Linked DNA regions of Rattus norvegicus: region 2 is linked to region 1. The links are chromatin contacts, called in public Hi-C maps. All regions are on one chromosome and are shown on one strand. The core of a region is the stretch at or near the end of the contact, and the rest is flanking DNA. Distances in the headings are between cores, read along the strand shown.

Evidence for each region. A called contact is a pair of places that touch in the nucleus more often than the background predicts.
Region 2: a contact with region 1 is called in a Hi-C map of liver, with 4 times the contacts expected there. The contact joins the enhancer-like site here to the promoter of Hes1 in region 1. A contact is called at or near these places in 2 of 12 Hi-C or Micro-C datasets (kidney and liver).

Annotation. Positions count from the first base shown.
Region 1 is chr11:84,211,581-84,218,057 of GRCr8, forward strand. It overlaps Hes1 (hes family bHLH transcription factor 1), which reads right to left and starts at 1,465. Exons shown (of 4, transcript NM_024360.4): 1 at 1,159-1,465; 2 at 919-1,014; 3 at 594-681. The coding sequence starts at 1,266.
Region 2 is chr11:84,435,674-84,441,560 of GRCr8, forward strand. No RefSeq gene overlaps it. Among named protein-coding and RNA genes, the nearest start is that of Hes1, 230 kb to the left of the region's middle. Within about 2 kb of position 3,273, at least 26 of the 93 cell types and tissues checked have an H3K27ac peak or open chromatin away from gene starts, as enhancers often do. A contact at or near this core is called in liver, where this site is marked.

The DNA of each region.
Region 1 (6,477 bases), core at 215-2,714:
GTCACCGAACAGCCCTGGCCCCGGAGCCACAGCCTCCGGCCCTGGGAGGTCCCCGCCGCGCGCCTCCGGAACCACCTGGGGTTGGGAGGGTGGGGTAGGCTAAGAACAGCCAGCTCCTTCTCCCTAGGTTGGGTACAGAAGCCAGGACACTCCCTCCATCTAAACCGATCTCAGCTCCAGATCTGCTATCCCTAGTCCCGCGCGGGACCTGACCTTGGGCAATGCCACCCAAGGCGCCTTCCAAACCCTACTTCCCCTCCTGCGGCAGGGGTTGGACCGGTGCTAAGCCACTGACCCCTACCTTCTATCCAGCCTCAAACTGCCTCAGTCCTACGTCCTTTCGCCCTCACCGGCTTCCACAACAGCCAAGCTGCCCACCACCCTTCTCGGCTACAACCTCTCCCTCCATTTCCGGAGCAGTAACAACTTGGGAGTTGTGGCTATAAATAAGACCCAGACCGTGGGAACGCGGAGTGAGCCAAGGCAGTAAAATGTAGCTGAATGCCTCTCACAACCGCGGGCGGAAGTCTGGAAGAAATCAGCGCGGGCCGAGAGGGACACCCGCAGAGAGGGGACGCACGCGCGGTCCTCACCGGTCATCTGCGCCCGCTGCAGGTTCCGGAGGTGCTTCACTGTCATTTCCAGAATGTCTGCCTTCTCCAGCTTGGAATGCCGGGAGCTCTGCGCAGGGGAAACAAGGGATGAAAGTGAGACCCCCCTTGTCAGCTGCCTCCGAGTTCTGAAGCTCCCCATCCGCATGTCCCACATCCCAGGGTCTTGCGGCCTCTCTCCCGCCTGTGGGAACGCAGTGCTGGTGGGGTAAGATCCACACACAGCAGGCAAAGAGTTTAGCTCTTTGTGCCTGGGAAATGCCATTACATTCGTAATTTCATTTAAAAAAATGCATTGCTCACTTACATCTTTCTTAAGTGCATCCAAAATCAGTGTTTTCAGTTGGCTCAAACTTTCATTTATTCTTGCCCGGCGCCTCTTCTCCATGATAGGCTTTGATGACTGCAAAGGGGGGAAAAGAGGTCCTGAGTTCCCACGGGATCTGCCATTTCACCCCGAGATTTTAAGAGAAAAGTAAAAGGAACCCCATTGCGCGCACCCCATTTAATTTCTAGGGCCATTAGAGAGATGCAGGTACTGTCTTACCTTTCTGTGCTCAGAGGCTGTCTTTGGTTTGTCCGGTGTCGTGTTGACACTGGCTGGGGTAGCAGCCACCGGGGACGAGGAATTTTTCTCCATTATATCAGCTGGCATTTTCCTTTTTTTCTTTCTTCTCAATCCCCAGAGAATTTTATTTTTGGAATCCTTCACGCAAAAAAAATATTTTTTTGCTTACGTCCCCTTTACTTGGCTTTCATAAGAAAAACTACGGAGCAGTTGAGGGTTTATTATGTCTTAGGGCTACTTTGTGATCGGTAGCGCTATTCCAGGACCAAGGAGAGAGGTAGACGGGGGATTCCGCTGTTATCAGCACCAGCTCCAGATCCAGTGTGATCCGCAGGCCCTGGCGGCCTCTATATATATCTGGGACTGCACGCGAACGGCTCGTGTGAAACTTCCCAAACTTTCTTTCCCACAGTAACTTTCAGCCAATGGGAGGAAGAGACACGCGGCACCGCTCGTGGACTGCGCCCCCCCATTGGCCGCCAGGCACAAGGTCTGGCGGCCAATGGCGCGCGCCTGAGCCCAGGGCACCGGAGGCTACAACGTCAATCAAAAGGATTTTAACCCTTTGCTAACTCCTCTGGGCTTTGCTTTAGAGGATTTTTTTTCCCCCGTCTTGGTTTTAGTCTGGTCTATTTCTTTTGTGGCCACATCTTTGGTTTTTGTTTTTCTTCCTACAAGCAATATAGCTACTTTATATAATAAGTTCGTTTGAAAAATATTTTGAAAAGATATAGGCCAAAATTAAGTGATTAAATTTCTGTCTTCATGAATTCTGTTCGAACTCTGTATGTTTAGTGGAGTGAAAACTGCTCATGTGGGGCGGAGGGTCAATACCACCCCCCAAAAAAACCCAAATACTCCCTTATCCTCCCCCCAAATGCCTTCACAGGCAGGGTTTTCGGAGGAGCAAGGTGCCTTTTGGGTGCCTGTCTCCTATCCAGCCCGTTCATTCCTCTCCTGGAATTGCAGTTTTAGACCTCACGCTTCTCCAGGAAACAATCAGAATAATTTCCTACTGGGCAGAAAGGAAATGGAATTTCAAATGAAAAAAATGAACAAGGGGGCTTTGATAGCAATGCCACAGGAGGGGCGCGCTCGCTCCTCTGCCACTCTCTACCTCTTCAGGCTCTCAGTTGGCAGTGGGGAGAGACCGGAGACAAGGGAGTTGGTCCTCTCTCCTCACCCCGCGGGCGGCCAAGGCGGCCTCGGCGCCCGGCGCGCGAGCCCTTTAAGAGCTCCACCAGCCGAGCTGCAGTTTGACATCAGCCGGCCGGCGAGGGCGCGCCTGGAGTCGGAGCACGTGCCAGGATGTTTTATTGCCGCCGCGGCTGCGGCCGGGGCCCAGAGGATGTGTGTGTGCGTGCGTGTGTGAGTGTGTGTGCGCGCGCCCCGGGGGCAGGGAGGCGGAGGCCGGCGGCGGGCGGCCGGGAGCGGGGGCCGCCTCTAGTCCCCGGGAGAAGCCAAGAAGGTAAATAGCAGCTGCTGTGCTCGAGCCTGGGAAAACCCCGCCCCCTGCGCCTGGCCCGGGCTCATTGGCGCGCGCTGCGTGTGGGGTGTGTGCGTGCGAGTGTGTGCCTGTGTGTGTGTCCGTGTGTCCGGGGCCCCCTCCTCCGGCCTGGGCGAGCCAGGAATCCGTGGGGGCGGCGGTCTGAAAGCTGAGCCCCCGCGCTGGCCTCCCTTCCCCCGCCCTGGCCAAGGTCAGCCCTTCCGGGCGGGGAGCGCACGCCCAGGAGTGGCGATCGGGGAATTCGTGTCCCCCCCCTTCTTCCCACCCCCAGCCCGCCCGGACTCCGGGCTTGGGGATTTGAGCGAGGCCGAAACCTCCCCGGCGACTGCGGCGGGGGAGGGGCCCGGGCGCCCGCCGCGGTCACGAGATGCCTGACCGCACTTAGGAAGCGGCCGGGTCAGCCTCCTGCCTCCGCTCAGCGGCTTGCGGTCACAGCGTCTTCGCGGTCGCCCGCCCCTTCCCCGGGTCCTTCGCTGAGTCCAGGAGGCCGCCGGCGGACGGCTGGGAAGAGACGGGCGGCTGCGTGCTGCCGGCTGGCCGGGGCCGCGCGCCGGGAGGAGTCGCCGCCGCCGCCGCCGGGTGCCACGTGGCGGGCGCCGGGCCGGGAGCGCCAGGGCTCTGGCGGCGGCCTCCCTGGGGGATTTGCCGCGCGGCGCGGGTGGCGCGCACTGCCCCGGAGGCTGCCTGCCTGCCCCGGTCGTCCGCCCCTCGCCTCTACCCGGGTGCCCCAGACCCCTCAGTTTTCCCGCCGCCCTGAACTCCGGGCAGCTCGGGATCCCAGCGCGTTGTTTGATCCCCGCCCCCAGTCTTTCCCGCGTCCGGGAGGCCTGGCACACAAGGCGCACTGGCTCGTCCCTTCCTCCCCTCCCCCAACCTCCCACTGAGATCATGTGAATGATTTCTCCAGCTCTGATCCGGGATGAGGTGGTTCCTTGACTGCATGACCTTGGGCAAGCCCCCCTCTCTTTTATGGTGGAACGCCAGACATTGTTAAACCCTGGGATTACCACGATGAGAGATATAGTGGCAGCTCCCACGGAGTATTCTACAACCTTCTGCAGGGGCGCACAGAACCGTGCTTTCCGGCCAATGCTTGGGGATTCTGTTCCCTCTTTGGGGGCTTAGATGCTGGAGGCGAGGGGTTTGGATCCGGAGGGGTACCTTTAGCCACATCTTCATCAGGTGTGGTACATAACTGTGCCTTTAGAGAACTCCTTGCCAGGTATCTGTGTGGTATCGCTGCCGTCTATAGATTTCCCAGAAGATTCCCCTGGGAGTGCCATTAAAAGAGGCAGTAGACAGAAGTAAATCGATGTAGGAGAATTAGTCATACGTTAAGCTTCTACTAAAGTTACTGACGGAGAGGTTCTGTGTTCTATACCTCAGAAAAGTATGGTCGAGGTGGTTGAAATATGCTGAGTCATGGGGCAGGAGAGGAAGGGAGGACCCATCTTGTTTAAGGCACAGAACCTGATGTCTTCTGTCATAGGGCATTCAGAGTGTGTGAAGGGGCAAGCAAGAAATTTGAGACCACCACACAAGACCTTTGGACATCCTGCTTTATAAAGGACTCTGAACCTTCTCTTTAGACATCGAAAAGCCATAAAAAAAGGTTCATCGTGGAGAAAAGACACCAGGGTTCTCCTTAGATGGTCCTGAGGAAAGTGTGGACTGCAGGGCTTGGAGACAAGCCATCTAAGGGGATCAGACTAACTAGTAGAGACGGCTCTTAAGTAACACATGTAGGGCTGATATGCTACCTGCTTGGTTCACGTCACCTGGCCACTAACCACACACTCCACCGACTTGAATTAGAAACTTGTTTGCCCTGGGTGAGCACCATTTTACCTTCTAAGCCTCTCTTCTGCTTACCAGGACAGCCCTCCCCACGGTTTGCAGACAAACCCTTACTTCAGTGTTGACTTGCCCCTTGGGGTGCTCCCATGGGGGTCCCTGTGTGTTTGTGTGTGTGTGTGTGTGTGTGTGTGTGTGTGTGTGTGTGTGTGTGTGTGAGAGAGAGAGAGAGAGAGAGAGAGAGAGAGAGAGAGAGAGAGAGAGAGAATATGCTGCAGAGTGGGCTGAGCCCTATCTTGTTTGAAGAAATATAAACAATGCCTTCTTTGTTGCCCTGCAACCTGGACCAATGGGGTTGAGCACTCCTTTCATGTCCTAAACAGATGGGAAAGTGGTGACTATCGAAATCGGCGGCTGCCTTTTAAACAGTGGGGCTTTCCTGTATGTTTGAAATCCTGTGGGTAAAAAAGTGGTATACCTGTGGGGTTACCCACTTTTCTACTGTACCCCCAACAACCTTCTTAGGCTTCTTTAAAAGATCTTTTTTTCAAAAGCAACAACAACAGCAAAACACTCCCAGAATCTCCGGGGGTGGGGGGGTGGGTTTACCCTCTCTAGGTTCCCCCTCTAAACCCTTCTGAGTCAGTGCCTCCTGCAACAAGGTGTTATGACTTTGGCTGCCGTCTGCTCCTATGCCCTCATGCCCTAACCTGGCATACCACTTGCTCTTTCTAATGTTTCTCTAGTCTGTCTCTATTCCCTCTCCAGCTTCGGTTAGTGGAGCCTCCAGCAGCCCCATGGGTCAAAGAGTTAATCACAACTGCTTGCTTGTCACTTTAGAACATTTACCCTGCTAGGATGAGCAAGTGACTTCACATCCACACTTCTAGATAGAGGGACAGAAGGCCCATGTGACCAAACATTCTGCATAAATTTGCGCCTCCCCACTGCTCCCTTGCCATAGGGTTAAAAAAAACACGGAGGTCCAGAGTCTTGACTCTGCTAAGTATTCAAGAACAAGGTTGCTTTGCAAACGAACCCATAGATGAGGCTTGTCTCTTACTCTGGACAGTGAAGGGTTGTCAAATTGGTTCTGTCAGCCCTCCAATGGGGGCAGTGAACTCAATATCCAGAAAGACTTCTAGACTTGAAAAGCCCCTTGGAATGTTTTTCAGTCTTATCTTTCCCTACTCCCAAAGCAGGAGGAAAACTGAGTCCTTAATCAGTGGGGTTGTTTTTTGAGTGGAGGTCTTTTTGCCTCTAGTATGGTGTCAATAAAGCAGAACCTTACACACTGTATCATACCCAGAAATCAATCATAACAGGCTTCTCCATTGCCTGCTCCCAGTGTAAACCATCACCCACGAGGTCTCTGACTTCTCTGTCCTGTTCTATCACCTGTTTGCTTTTAAAGCATAAAACGAATGTCTGTTGCCTGGGAGAGACTCCCCCCTTCCCCCTAGGTTTTTGGGAATGTTTTGTGGGTTTGGTGTAGAGCTAGGGAAGGGGGGGTGGTGGTATTTTGCCTGAGGACTCAAAGCTTTTTTTCTTTCTCCTCCGCATGACTGACTTTCTCACACTCGGATTCCCTGCAGCCTGCCAGAGACTAGGTTGCTGCCTTGCCAAGAGTTATCCTGGTAGGGCTATTGAAAGAGCTTTGAGTACACACGGGGCGGATTTTTCTCCTCCCCTCCTACCTGCCCCGCACCTGTACTGGGAGCAGTCCCACACATATCACCTGATCTCAGCCCTTTCAGACACCGTGAGAAAAATAAAGCCAAGGAGAGAGGAGACATTTGCCTTTCCTCCAGGGTGGCAGCCAGCTCCTTACAGCTGGGAGTGTCCAGAGACACATTTGACATTCCAGGCGTCCTTGCATGTTTGTCTGTGGGTGCCTCCTGGCGACATGGGGGCAAGAAGGAAGCTGGAGATCACTGTCCGTGTGGCTGCTTCTCTGGTCTGGTCTCATGGCAGGCATTCGGATGGCCTCAGTATCC
Region 2 (5,887 bases), core at 2,023-4,522, 230 kb after region 1:
ATGCACCATAGGCTTCCCCATAAGCCAATCTGACAGGGAATATTTTCTTAGCTGAGCTTCTCTCTTCCCAAATGGCTCTAACTTGTATCAAGTTGATCTCAAACTACCTAGCGCGAGTGCTATATCTGAGTCAGGGCCTGAGGCTGTTAGATGAACACATCAAATAACTCCATTCATAAGTTGCAAAGGAGATAACAATTGTTAAGGAAGATAATCACTAATGTTTTCTTGCCTAAAATTAGTGGGAGATTCTGTGTCATAGCACAGCTAGAAACATCCTAGACACCATCTGTTCAAAGTGGTTTTCTCAAGAAAGGAGAAAATGACAGCCATTGCAGCTGTCACGGCTCCCACATGGCCACTGCAAGACACTGTCTAAGCCAATGCCCTCTTGAGAGTATATATGTTTATGTGCCTGAAACACACAGGTGCCATATTTAAATTCCTGCTTTAAGTCGTGAAATTCTAACCATCCACATGGGAAATCTGCCTGGAATTTTAACACATCCCTACCCCACTATCAAGCAACTCCACGGGCAGATATTTGCCTCAGAAAAATGAAATCAGGTTGAGTGAATTCACGTTGGCCTCCTCAGGCATTTTCATGGCAGTCTTATTAACAAAGGCTTAAACAGCGTGCATCTCAGATGTCCAGAAATGGATACAGGAATCAGTAGCCGATCCTGGTACATCCATGCCATGAGAGATCATCCAGAACAAACAGAGAATAGAATAACCGACCACTGAAGCCTGCAATAACACAGGCCTCAGAAGCACGCCAAGCAAAGGAAGCCAGCCAGAAAGGAAGGCACAGCACATCGTTCCACTTCTATGCCATTGTAGAGAAACAAATCCAATCTGGGGGTCAGAAACGAGGTTATTGGTTGCTTCATGCTGTATGCAGACAGAGGGACACAAGGTTAGGGAATGAAGGAAACCTCCAGAGTGGTAGGAATATTATGTTTCTGACTGGGTGATAGGTCACATGGACACATTCGTTTGTTAAACTTCACTGAACATTTAAGGTCTGCGTCTTTCACTTCATGCAAACCTGTAGGCGGGTGGAAGATTTAAGCAAGATTTTAGCCGTAGAAAGGAAGGTACAGCATCAACTGTCTGGTCAGCAAGAGAACATGTGGGCACAGAACAGTTAAGCTGCTAGAGTGAGTTTGCAGGGTGTACCCTGGTCCAGGGCTGGAGAGAACTAACTGTCTATTCCCACTAATCCTAATGGCCAGGGCCGGCCAGCCGGCCCGCGTCTTGCGCTCCGTGCCAGCACTGAGCTGTCACCATGGGTCTGACCGCAGCTGCTTTAATAGCAGGTTGGGAGAGCCGTTTCCTCTGGGCCATACGGCCACATCACAGCCGCTGGCAGCTCTCTCTGGCCTTCTTCCCTTCACCGCTGACTGCCTTGTGGAGTTCACTGAAGAGCTGTCCCTCTCCTCACCCCTAGACACCCTTCTGGAGTGTTTCCGGACCCAGTCTGCCCTTTATGTTACCCGAGCTCTACGGATGATAAACTCTGGATCTTTGGAATTTGGGGGCTGCTTCCCTGGGTCATACAACAATCCTTTCTTGTTTTCTTCTTTAGCTTTTTTCTTTTTCATTTTCTCGACCAAATTGTCAAATCAGATTTTTCCAGATGCCAGCACTGGGTATTAAGTTGCCAGACTGGATACTCTTCCAAAACAATGTTTTGTTCACATTTTTTTTCATCTATTCAAATGATATCTCAGCCTCTCACCCATTTCTCCACTAAAACACGTCCTTTCCCAAACCTCAAGTTTGTCCTGTTAGACACCAGCCTCAAGTGCTAAGTCCCTCGGAGAGCACATAGCTTATTGTCTAGTTTTCTTGCATTTTCCTATTTTTTTAAAAATCTGTAAGTAGTCACAAGTAAACCTTTTTCATAAGCACCTGATGAATAGATGAAGCTTTCCCCTCTACTGTGATGCTTATATTTTCAATGTAAAATGAAATCTCTGAGATTACAAGGCACCCAGACGAAGCTGGGTTATCTGGACCTGGGGCGGGTGAGGGATGCAGTTCAAGGAAGTTCTGGTCACGTGCAGTACGCTACAGCCTGGGAATGTGTGTCTGCCACAGGGAGAACCCAGCCCCAAGCCTGCTTCCTTCTGTTTATCTTTCTATCCCAGCAGCCTATGATCCCCTTTGGTGGAAAACGCAGGGATACAGTTCACCTTGGGTGAGAGGGAAGGTGTCTTGTACCTGCTGCTGGAACTAGGTCTCCTGTGGGTTCTCTCCTTAGGAGGGCCCACTGTTGGGGGAAGGGTGGAAGCAATATAGCAGGACCTTGGGCTCCTGGCCACCTAGTCCTTCAACCAGAGCCCGGGCACTTTGACCTGTTTTCTATCTGGGGCTTCCGTGTAAACTATCAAAAATCATGGACCAATCCCAACTACCCTGGTACTAAGCCCAGCACCATCCCATCCTCTGCAGACTGACACGTGAAAGGTGTGTGGTCCCTCGCAGAGCTGAGTCATGACGAATAATCTGCCTGACCACCAGTAAGCATCACCACTTGGAGGGCAGGCTAATTCAGCGTTCGACTCCCTCCCTCCCTCCCTTCCTTCCTCCCTCTCCTTCTATCTTTTCCCTTCATCCTTCCTTCCCTCCTCTCTTCTAGAGCCATCCTGGTGTCTTGCCTGGATGCTCCAGGCCTTCCTGTGGCTGTAAATTCCTTTCACACTTTTGAGTTGTTTCAAAGCGAATTCAGGAGGTGCGTGGGCCTTTCCTCTCGTCTAGACACAATTCCAGTAGTCAGAGGAGCTGGGCCTGTCTGAGAGTCTCACTTGAGTCCACCTGGGCCCCTCTGCTGCCGTTGTAAATCGACAGGAAGCCAAAGGTGACTGCCAGAGAGGGGGATGCTGCAAGTTTTCCTTGCTGCCAGTTGCTCAGAACCGCTTTCGCTTTCGGCCAGGCCCGGGGAAGCGCTGACTCAGCAGAACCCGGCTGCCTCTTGGCGACACAGGGCAGGGTGCGAATTTAAAAGCACAGCGCAAGCCTGCCACAAAGCAAACGCTGAACAAAAGGTTAATTCCACGGATAAACAGCTCTCGGTGGCGCTCGACCGAGCGTCTGGTTCCCATTTCGCGGTGCCATTCTGCCAGATGCTCTCCCTGTTAACACATCCTGCTAAGGCTGAGATGAAATACAAAACCAGAAAGCTGCAAGCGTTGCTGGCAGCACAGGGTGGCAACATGCGGGGACACAGAAACCTCGGGAAGTGTCTTAGATGTTCCCAGACGGCACCACCACAACTGGGAAGTGGGGGCGGGGTGCTTAGACAAGCTAGTCATGCCTCGCATGCTCAGACTGCTCAGCCTGAGGGATTTAAAAAAGAAAAAAAAAAAAAGAAAACATGAATGTGAACGGCGGTAGAGGGGGCATGGATCTCTTCACCGCGGTTCCTTGGGTGCACGGATGACATTTAAGAGATTCAAGTCAGCTGGGCATGGTGGGGAACGCCTTTGATACCAGCACTTGGTAGGCAGAGGTAGGAGGATATCTGTTAGTTCGAGGCCCACTTGGTCTACAAAGCAGAGTTCAGGATAGCCAGAGCTGGTTATACAGAGAAACCCTGCCTCAAACAAACAAATGATGCAAGCCACGTGTAGCCATTCAAGTCTGGAAACCCAGGACTCAGGAGGCAGGCCAGGGGTTTGAGGTCATTGGAGGGAGGGTATGTCTTAAAACAAACAAACAAACAAAAATGAATCAGGAAGCCAAAGAGTCGCAGGAAGATCAGTCCGCTTGCCCAAGACTAGGAAATCTAGATGCCTTTCTTGTATCTCCTCCTTTGCATAATCTACTGTCACAAGTGTCCATTAGTTGCCCTGTGAGCAGACAGGAAGGACAATCCATTTTATTAGGTACCAGTTGCATCTTGCATGGAGAACAACACGGGCCCTGTGTTTCCTTAGCGAAGGACCCGGACTTGGTCAACTTATTCTATAAGTAAGTATAAGTTTGCAAGCACACCACTGAGACCCCTCTCTTCGCGGTTTCTGTCCCTGAGTCCCAGAGGTGGCTCTTGTCTGGTCCCATCTGGAGAGTGAAGATGCTATCCTGGACGCTTGCCAGGCCACAGACAGAGAGAACAAGGGGCTGGACTCTGAGGTATTCTCCATCTTGTTGAACACTGTGTCCAATTGCATTGTCCAAAGCAGCAGGTAGCTGTGAAAGGCCCGTAGGCCCCCATTGTGACCGCCTTGGCTGCAGGTGAAAGGTCAGGTCTCAGGCAAGACTCTGACCCTTAACTTTTTTGTGACGAGTGTCACAAGGTAAATTAATCAGATTTATGGCATTAAGCTCTACCAATATCTTTATCCTCTCAGCTCTTTTCCTCCAGCAAAACTCCGTCGGGAGGGAGGCAAAAGAAAAATCTGATGAAGGGTGAGTAGTGCTTTTGGTTTGTCTCTCACAGTTCTTACTACAGAGTGAAAATTATCAGTCGTGCAGAGAGAGGCCAGGCAGCCCTTCCTTCAAACCAGGCCTTTATAAGTTACAACAAGCTGTCCTGGCACTCAATCAAATGCTCCTTACCGAGGGGACAATGGCGAGGCCAGGGTTCGCTGGTGCTGGTAAGATTCTCAGCGTGGGGCAGAGCCTTCTTATTTGACCAGTCCAAGTCAGCAATGTCCATGACTAGGAAGCTTTGGGCTCATCCAGTGCAGCCCAGGGGGTTGTGAGACCTGAACGGGACTCAGAGGGGCAGGTGGGCTGTAGGGGGCGTACACAGAGGACCCTGCAGCCTCAAAGCTTGCAGCAGGAGCAGGAAGGCAGGAGACTGCTGACGTCACAAGTGCTTTTCATCCAGCCTTGCAGGAGAGCACCAACTTCCTGCTGATAGAAATTTGTCTGCAATTTTTTTTCTCATTCAGAAGTGACAGGATCCAGGAGACACTGGCCAGATATGATGACTTGATTAAGGCTTGTGGAGGCGACCCAGATGCCTGGGAACTGGCGGAGAGGGAACAGGCATCAGCCCCCTCTAGGCTTTCACCAGGAGAACTAACAGGCTGCAGCTGGTGGATTCCTCCACTCCCGGCTGTGAGGACGTCAACATTCTGGACTTAGTGGCCCTCTGCTTTGTACCTGTGGTTTTGGTACAGCTCTGAACAGGGAAAGGAAAACAACACAGGACTATTTTTCCCATAATAATTTGCAGTGTGAAGGCAGATCACACAGCCTGGACAGTTATTTCCTAAGCACCTAGTGTACGCTGAGCCCTGAGCACTCCTCTAAGGTGACATGAGGCTAGATACCAGAGTGGAGGTGGGCAATGTTCATCAACCAACACTGGGCCAAGAGTGTTGCTGAAAGGAAGATCAGTAAGATACAAAGTCTGATGGGAGAGAGCCAGATACACTACAGTTGTATTTCATATCTGAGTGCAAATATCGCTCCCACTTCTTAACCTCGTGACTGTGGTGTTATAAGGACTAAATGAGATGATGTTCATAAAACATACAGCACAGTGCCTTTAATAGGAGTTAATGAATGCCAATGGTTATAACTGTAGTGATTATGTATTAAGCATTGGCAACCATGACAGTGCAATAAGCTTCGTGGGCGGGGACATCAGCTCCATCCTGTAACTGAAGGGAAGTTCTTGGTCCAGGCAGGATCGCCCCACAGGCTAGTGGTAAACGGAAGCCCCCTAGGCCCCCAAGGTAGAATGAAGACAGACCCCTAAGAGCTAAAGTGTGTAGTGTTTGCCCCAGCAAGAAGTAAACATTGGATGGAGCCTTTGAGATTTAGGGGGTGGTTTGTGATTTGTTACAGTCGTTTTGCTTTCCTTAATGTGGCCAAATGGTAGACTCACCTTGGCCTCGAGTAAGAGAATCTCAGAGGCCAAAAGATC